Regions from separate parts of the Mus musculus genome. Here region 1 is linked to region 2. The links are chromatin contacts, called in public HiChIP or PLAC-seq maps. All regions are on one chromosome and are shown on one strand. The core of a region is the stretch at or near the end of the contact, and the rest is flanking DNA. Distances in the headings are between cores, read along the strand shown. Region 1 holds the start of Fcho2 (FCH domain only 2). Region 2 overlaps Fcho2 (FCH domain only 2).

Evidence for each region. HiChIP or PLAC-seq counts read pairs in DNA pulled down with a chosen protein or histone mark.
Region 1: a contact with region 2 is called in an H3K4me3 HiChIP or PLAC-seq map of bone marrow-derived macrophages, with 2.5 times the contacts expected there. The contact joins the promoter of Fcho2 here to the enhancer-like site in region 2. A contact is called at or near these places in 11 of 39 promoter capture datasets (the 3T3-L1 cell line, 3T3-L1-derived adipocytes, the HPC-7 cell line and 5 more), 7 of 484 Hi-C or Micro-C datasets (the HPC-7 cell line, cranial neural crest, female germline stem cell-derived STRA8 germ cells and 4 more), 6 of 115 datasets of contacts at active chromatin or transcription factors (the SCID.adh cell line, bone marrow-derived macrophages, embryonic stem cells and 1 more) and 3 of 9 other capture datasets (adipose tissue, liver and pancreatic islet).

What each region holds. Positions count from the first base shown.
Region 1 is chr13:98,813,552-98,817,402 of GRCm38.p6, forward strand. Fcho2 (FCH domain only 2) reads right to left here and starts at 1,898. Exons shown (of 26, transcript NM_172591.3): 1 at 1,525-1,898. The coding sequence starts at 1,557. It overlaps Gm34995 (a long non-coding RNA gene), which reads left to right and starts at 2,430. Exons shown (of 3, transcript XR_382806.4): 1 at 2,430-2,518. It also overlaps the pseudogene Gm18134.
Region 2 is chr13:98,776,138-98,779,939 of GRCm38.p6, forward strand. It overlaps Fcho2 (FCH domain only 2), which reads right to left. Exons shown (of 26, transcript NM_172591.3): 7 at 1,252-1,350. Among named protein-coding and RNA genes, the nearest start is that of Fcho2, 37 kb to the right of the region's middle. Within about 2 kb of position 1,969, at least 4 of the 459 cell types and tissues checked have an H3K27ac peak or open chromatin away from gene starts, as enhancers often do. A contact at or near this core is called in bone marrow-derived macrophages, where this site is marked.

The DNA.
Region 1 (3,851 bases), core at 648-3,147, 37 kb after region 2:
GGGAAAAAAATGTTTGACACCATTAGCCACAGAAAAATGCAAATCAAGAGCACAAGCTGCTACTTCATGTCCACCTCATAGTAACAAAAGATAGCAAGTGTTAGTGAGTGTACATCTACTCTGAGACACTGCAGAGCACGGTGCAATGCTGTAGCCACTCTGAGGAACAGTCTAGCAGTTGACTGAAAGAGTACTCCATCTGCTTCTTGGCCCTTTGGCTAACCATGTGCAAATATAGAGTTAAACACGTGATCCAGTAAATTCCATTCTACAAAGAAAAACACATGCTCTGACACACTTGTATAAAGTGTTCATTGCAATATTACTCATAATAAAAGAGACGTTGCGATGGGTACCAAATATCCATCACCAATGAATAGATAAGTAAAAAAGGGAATGGAATATTATTTGATCATAAAAAGGAATGAAATAGTAATATGTATTATCTCGTGGATTACCTTTGAAAATACTATGGTAAGTGAAATAGTCATCAGAGAGCCGGGTCCAGAAAGGACGGAACTGTAGAAGCAGATCGGTTGCCTAGGGACCGAGACAAGGGGCAAACTGGGAATGACTCCTAACCGGTAAGGGATTTTTTCTGAGGTTATGAAATTGTTCTAAAATTGACTGTGGTGATGTTTGCAAAAAAACAATGAGGAACTCTTCACAGTATACACTTTAAGTGCATGCATAAAACCGCTCTTTAAAAACACCACCGAGTACAGATGATTGCGAAAAGCGAATTAACATTCAAAACAAATAACCATGAACTGATTGTATTCAAGCCCGTGCTTGAGACTGAATTAAGAATCTCAGCTAGCAGTAGCTGGCATGACTGAAAGCTGACTCCTTTCAACACCTTACCTAAATGAAAGTGGTGCCGTATTTGCAACTGTCGGGCCACGAAAACCCAAGTTCGGCCAAGATACCTGAGTAAACACGTAACTTTCCTGTTCATGGCAGAAGCGTACTTGCCACGATCGGCTAACAGCAACTGCACGAAATCACACGGCGAGGAGACTAGAGGGGTGTGGGGAGCCCGAGGAAGGTCCACGAAACCCAACTTCCACGGGCTTTGTGAGCAGGCCTGAAGGCAAAGTCCTGGGCGCAGCCCCCACCAGCCCAGCCGCGCGGCCAAGAGGAAGTGCCGAGCCCGCTCGGCCCTGCACGGACTCTGCGTGGGGTCCCGGGCCTGCGCCGCGGGAAGCCGACCAGCCGGGTGCCCGGCTCCCCGCGCCGGACGCCGCGCACGCACGCCCCGTCGGCGCTTTGTCCCCGCCCGGCGCCGCCGGCCCTCTGGAGTCCCCGCCGAGACTCCCGGGCCGCGCTGCCAGCCCGGGCGCCGCGCGCAGTGGCCAACCCGGAGGAGGCGGGTGGCCGGAGAGCCGTGGCCCGCGGGAGCTCGGCCGGGCAACCCCGGGGCCGTGGACTCTCGCTCGGCCGCCCGAGGAGCCGCCGCCCGCCGCGCACGCAGGCCGCGGGGAGAAACCGAAGCCCGCGGCGTCCCCAACACCCTCCGCTCACCCAGAAATTCTCCACGAAATGCGCCATGACCATCTTGCCGCCGCCGCCGCCGCCGCCGCCGCCGCGCCGGGTTCCGCGTCCGCACCCGCCCGCCGCTGTGTAAACACGGACCGGCCCCTACGGCGCCCCCGCCTCTCGCCGCCGCCGCCTTCTTCCCAGAGACCGCCCGCGCCCTCTAGGGCGCATGCGCCACCTAGCGGCAGGCGCGGCCGCCGCCACCACGGGGCGAGAGCCTGACTGTCGCTCCCGAGTGCGCGTGCGCGCAGCCTGTCCGGGTCCGAGCGTTCGCAAGGAATGGTACAGAGCTTAGTCTGCGCGAGCCTCCGGGGCTGGCGGGAGTCGAGCTACCCGCAGGCCCGGGGGGCGGAGCTAATAGGGCCACGCCCCCTCGCGTCCAGCGTCCTGGCCTTCTAGGATCTCCAGCAGTCCCAGGTCCTGGCAGACTGGGACTAAGGAAACTTGGCAGCCGGCCACCCCAAGGAGACTGGGAAACCTTTGGTCAACAGGGAGCCTCTCCTTGACTGGGAAGTAAGATCCAAAACAAAACTGTCCAAGGCCGGAAAGGGAGGGAACGCCCAGTGTCGCCTGCAAGACTCAGGCAGTGCAGTCGGTCACAAGGGAGCCAGCCGGCCTGGACCGCCTGCCGAGAGCAGGCGTGACCCGAAACGCGACTCTTCCAGGCCTGTTCACAAAGCCCATGGTGGTAATCTTACCAGTTTGTACACCCAGGAGGAAAGGACACAAGTTTTAACATGCTTCGGCCTGATGGGGAAAAGAAATCCCTCGCCATGCCTTTCTTTCCAAAAGTTTAAAAAACTTTAGAGGTCCCAAGTTCATTAAGCTAAGTCAAAGATCTGCAAGTTGGAAGTCAAGCTCCAGAGATGATTTAGTGTAGTTTTAACTACAGTATGAACACCGCACGTCCTAAGATCGTTTTCAAACATGGACAATGTAGCACTTTCTTCAAAGGAAATTATTTGCCTCCCCAAACGATGTATGTAAACACTTTTCATGTATCTTTTATATAGTCGATAGCAAAAGATAACCAGACAAAGGTTGTGCCTTTATAAGAATATCTTTCAGAAATATTCACGTAAAGCTAAGACATCTAGCATCTGCTCAGGAGTATTTGGTGGAAGCAGGGCAGAAGACTAGGGTATAGGAGGAACAAGATTGGCCATACAAGTAGTTGAATGATGGAAAGATGCTATTTCCATATACTATTTTAAAAGGTCTATGTGTATGAGTGATTTGCCTGCATGTTAGGTATGAATTCCATGTGTGTGCCTAGTGCCCAATAAGACCAGAAGAGCGTGTGGGATCCTCTGAAACTGAAGATACAGAAAGTTGTGAATCACCATGTGGACTTTGGAATTGAATCAGGGTCCTCTCCAAGAGCATTAATACTCATAACCACTGAGCAATCTCTCCTTTGTTTGTTTGTTTTTGTTTTTCTTGTATATGTTAACTCTTCCATTTAAAATAAATATTTGCTTTTGTTTTGTAAACCATCAGCCCAGTTATGCTATCCTTGGTGCTTAAGATAGAAGAAAATTCTAACAAAAGGAGTAAGAAAGCTCACCCTGCAAAAGCGGCTGGTACTGGATTCCTAATATCACCAGGCTTAGTGCGAGAGAGGATCCCCGAGTTTCCTTTTTTTACTGAGACCCGCCAACATGGGCCGAGTTCACACCAAGACTGTGAAGAAGGCGGCCCAGGTCATCATCGAGAAGTACTACACACACCTGGGTAATGGCTTCCACAGTAACAAGCGCCTGTGGGAGGAGACCTCCATTATCCCCAGCTAGAAACTTCGGAACAAGATAGCTGGCTATGTGACCCATCTGATGAAGTAGATTCAGAGAGGTCCTATGAGAGGCATCTCTATCAAGCTGCAGAGCGAGAGAGAGAGAGAGAGAGAGAGAGAGAGAGAGAGAGGGAGAGGGAGAGGGAGAGGGAGAGGGAGAGGGAGAGGGAGAGGGAGAGGGAGAGGGAGAGGGAGAGGGAGAGGGAGAGAGAGAGAGAGAGAGGAGAATTATGTTCCTGAGGTCTCAGCCCTAGATCAAGAGATCACTGAGGTGGATCCTGACACCAAGGAGATGCCGAAGCTTCTGGACTTGGCAGTCTCTCTAACCTTCAGGTCACTCAGCCTACAGTTGCGATGAATTTCAAACACCAATTGGAGCTGTTGTAATAAACCTGAAAACAAAACAAAACAAAACAAAACAAACAAAAAAAAAGAAAGAAAGGATCCTGAAATTCTAGGCGTTAAATGACCATATCTCTGTGTGTGTCTATCTCTCTGTCTGTCTGTCTCTCTCTCTCTT
Region 2 (3,802 bases), core at 719-3,218:
AGACAAAATTATTATGATAAATAGAACTTATAAAGACAATATTTACATTTTAATAACAAACAAAAAGGCATTTTGTATTTCTCCTTACTGCAATACACCCTGAATTATCATTAAACACACTCTGAACACTTCCACATTTAAATTGTCTAATTACTAAAGTTTCTGCTCTAACCTTTTCAAGTATTAAAACTTGAAAAGAGAAGTACTTAGAAGTTGGTAATGTTCAATTAATGAAGACTATATAGTTAATATTTAGATGTATACAACTATTTAAGAAATAGATGTTTAATATATACAAACTATATAGTTAGCTACGTAGTAATACTGACAGGTATAGTTATATAGTAACTGTATAATTATACAGTACTTGGTTACTTTAAAACAATTTAAATTGGGGCTGGAGAGATGGCTTAGTGATTGTTCAATCCCCATCATCCACTGAAGTCACTCATAGAAACCAGGGGCATCTGATACCTCTCACCTCTGAGCATCTGCAGTCATGTGTACATATCCACATACAATTTTTTTAATTCAATAAAAATATATCTTAAAAAAAATAATAAATGGTCATCACACACCTTTAATCCCAGCACTTAGAAGGCAGAGGCAGGAGGATTTCTGAGTTTGAGGCTGCTCTGGTCTACAGAGTGAGTTCTAGGACAGCCAGAACTACATAGAGAAACCCTGTCTCGAAGAAACAAATAGGATGGGCTGATGAGCTGACTCAGCGGTTAAGAAGAGCACTGACTGCTCTACCAGAGATCCTGAGTTCAAGTCCCAGCAACCACATGGTGGCTCACTACCATCTATAAGAGGATCAGAGTACTCATACATTAAATAAATAAAATTTAAAAAAAAACAAAAACAAATAATGGGGACAGGTGAGATAGTTCAGAGGCTGCTCTTCCAGAGGTTCCGAGTTCAACTCCCAGCAACCACTTGGTGGTTTATAACCACCTATGATGAGATCTAGTGCCCTCTTATGGCCTGCAGGCATACACACAAGCACAATGCTGTATACATAATAAATTTATTTTTAAAAAGATGGAAAGCAACCAAATACACACAAAAATCATAATGATAATTTAAAAAATATGTTTGGCAATCAATTAAAAATGTAAATACTTATTTTTCATCTGAAATAATTATTATATGTATGATTTCCAAACAAAGTGGTAAAAGACTTAATAAAGAGCTATAAGTGAACATGAAAATTTCATGAACCACTTCAACATAAAGTGGAAACGTTACCTGGCCGATCTGTAAGTGGATCTCCTTGACAGCATTTGACAAGGATCCGATAATTTCCTTTATGTGAATGAGGTGAGTTTCTTCAATATCTTGAAATTTCTGGGTTTGAAATATAAAAGTTTTGATTATAAAATATATATAAACACATACAAACATAAACTCTGGAATCCAGAGACATTTTAGAAACCATTTCAATATAGGTAACTAAATTAAACTAATGAGCACTATGTTTAAAACACTTCTAGACAAATGAATCTAATAACTTTTTGTTATTCCATCATCTTTGGCAAATATAAACTTTTCCAGAGTCTAAATATAGTACAGGATAAACTCTACAATCAAGATTGTAAAAAATTGAGGAGACCCATAAGATAACAGTGTTTCAAAAAGTAGAGAAAAGTTTCCAAAGCTAAAATCTGATGCTAGCAAAGCAAGCCTAACCATGTAAGTCTCGAGTCTACAACCTGGCCTGTCTAAAAGGTTCTGCATCTTAGCGGCTCTCCATGGGAAGTGGGAATGCACTGGGCTGGGAGGACACGCACACCAGGGCCTGGGTCTCCAGATGCCTGGGGAGCGTGGCAGGCTGGAATGCTGTTGGGAAGGAAACTTTCCCAGTTATGATAGCATCTCCCGGAGAATACTACTGCTAGCTCTTGCTCTGTAAAACTCATGATCAAAACTTGAGCAATACTGAAATACTGCAGTCTCTTTGAATTTTGGAAACTTCGACCTCACAAGCTTTGAGTGTTTTCTCCTTCCCTAAAATACAACTGTCAGTTCTACTGCAGAGATCACTTTTTTTTTTTTTTTGTCAAATTAGATCAGTTTTAAAGAAAGGACCTAAACTTCCTTTTTTTTTTTGTTATCAAACTAAATTAAATTATCTCTCCTCATATTAATGCCCAATTTATTAGCACTGAGTTACCTGATCAAAGATCATTAATAAAGATTATATAGTTTGTGTGAATCAGTTAAAAAATATATCAATAAAGGCAAAACTATGTTAGAAGAATTGTACTAATAATTCCCAAACTTCAATCTTATTGATGAGAATGACAAGTAAAGTGATTCACCCTGACTAAGCTAATAACATATCTATTGCAAGGTCCTGAACTATCTTTAAGAATGGAAGAACATCCGGGCTAGAGATGATTCGGTGCTGAAGAGCACATCTTGCTTTTGCACAAGGCCCAAGTTCAGTTTCCAGCACCCAAGTCAGACGACATAAAAGCCTGTAACTCTAGTTCCAGAGGAACTATTTCAGCTAACACCAATAAACACACAGAATACACATAAGTAAAACTAAACCTTTACTCTTGCTCACTTGCTCTTCCTTCTTGCTCCTGCTCTGTCCCCTCATCCTACCCCATTCCCTTCCCCCTCTCTCCATGTGCTTGCTCATGGCCAGCCTCTTCTCTACTCTCTCTCTCCCTCTACTACCCTCTTACCTCCCCTCCCCTCCCCTCCCCATGCCCTGAATAAACTCTATTCTATACTAAAACCTTTAAAGGGGGAGCCTTGAGGAACATCCCATAGGAGGATGATTCTCCTAAGTTCTTAATAGAAGGAACGGCCCAGGGGCTGGAGAGACGGCTCAGCGCTGACTGGGAGGGTGCTCTACAAGAGCCCTGGATCACCTTGCAGTAGACTAGGGTTCAGTTCCCAGCACACACATGATGGTTCACAATCATCCCTAAGTCCAGATCTGTTCCTCCTTTTGACCTCTGCAGGCACCATGTACATGGTACACATGCATACATGCAGGCAAAATACTTACATAAAATAAATACATCTAATAAAAAATATTTTTTAAAAAAATGGGCCTTAGCTTAAATGTCAGAAATTAACAAAATATTATATCATAAACAAATACAACCAAATATAGTAAAGCTGACTCATATAGTTAATTTCATATGGATGACTCCCTTCTTCCAAGGAAAAGTGTGTTTTCATTCCTTTTTTTTTTTTTTTTGGTTTTTCGAGACAGGGTTTCTCTGTGTAGCCCTGGCTACCCTGGAACTCACTCTGTAGACCAGATTGGCCTTGAACTCAGAAATCCGCCTGCCTCTGCCTCCCGAGTGCTGGGATTAAAGACGTGCACCGCCATGCCTGGCTCTTTTTTGTTTGTTTGTTTGTTTGGGTTTTTTTTGTTTTTGTTTTTTCGAGACAGGGTTTCTCTGTATAGCCCTGGCTGTCCTAGAACTCACTTTGTAGACCAGGCTGGCCTTGAACTCAGAAATCCGCCTGCCTCTGCCTCCCGAGTGCTGGGATTAAAGGCATGCGCCACCACTCCTGGCTCATTCCTTTTTTAAAACAGCTTTACCAAATAAGGTAGGTTTTGAACTACTCACTCAGAAGTGTCATGTTTATTTTTTGTGTATGAGTGTTTTGCCTGCTTGTGTATCTGTGCACCATGTGCCTGCCATGCCTTAAAAGGCCAAAAGAGGTGTCGGATCCCCTGGAACAAGAGTTATAGATAGTTGTGAGCTGACATGCTGGTGGGTGCTGAGACTTGAACCCAGGTCCTCTGAAAAGCAGCCAGTGCTCTTAA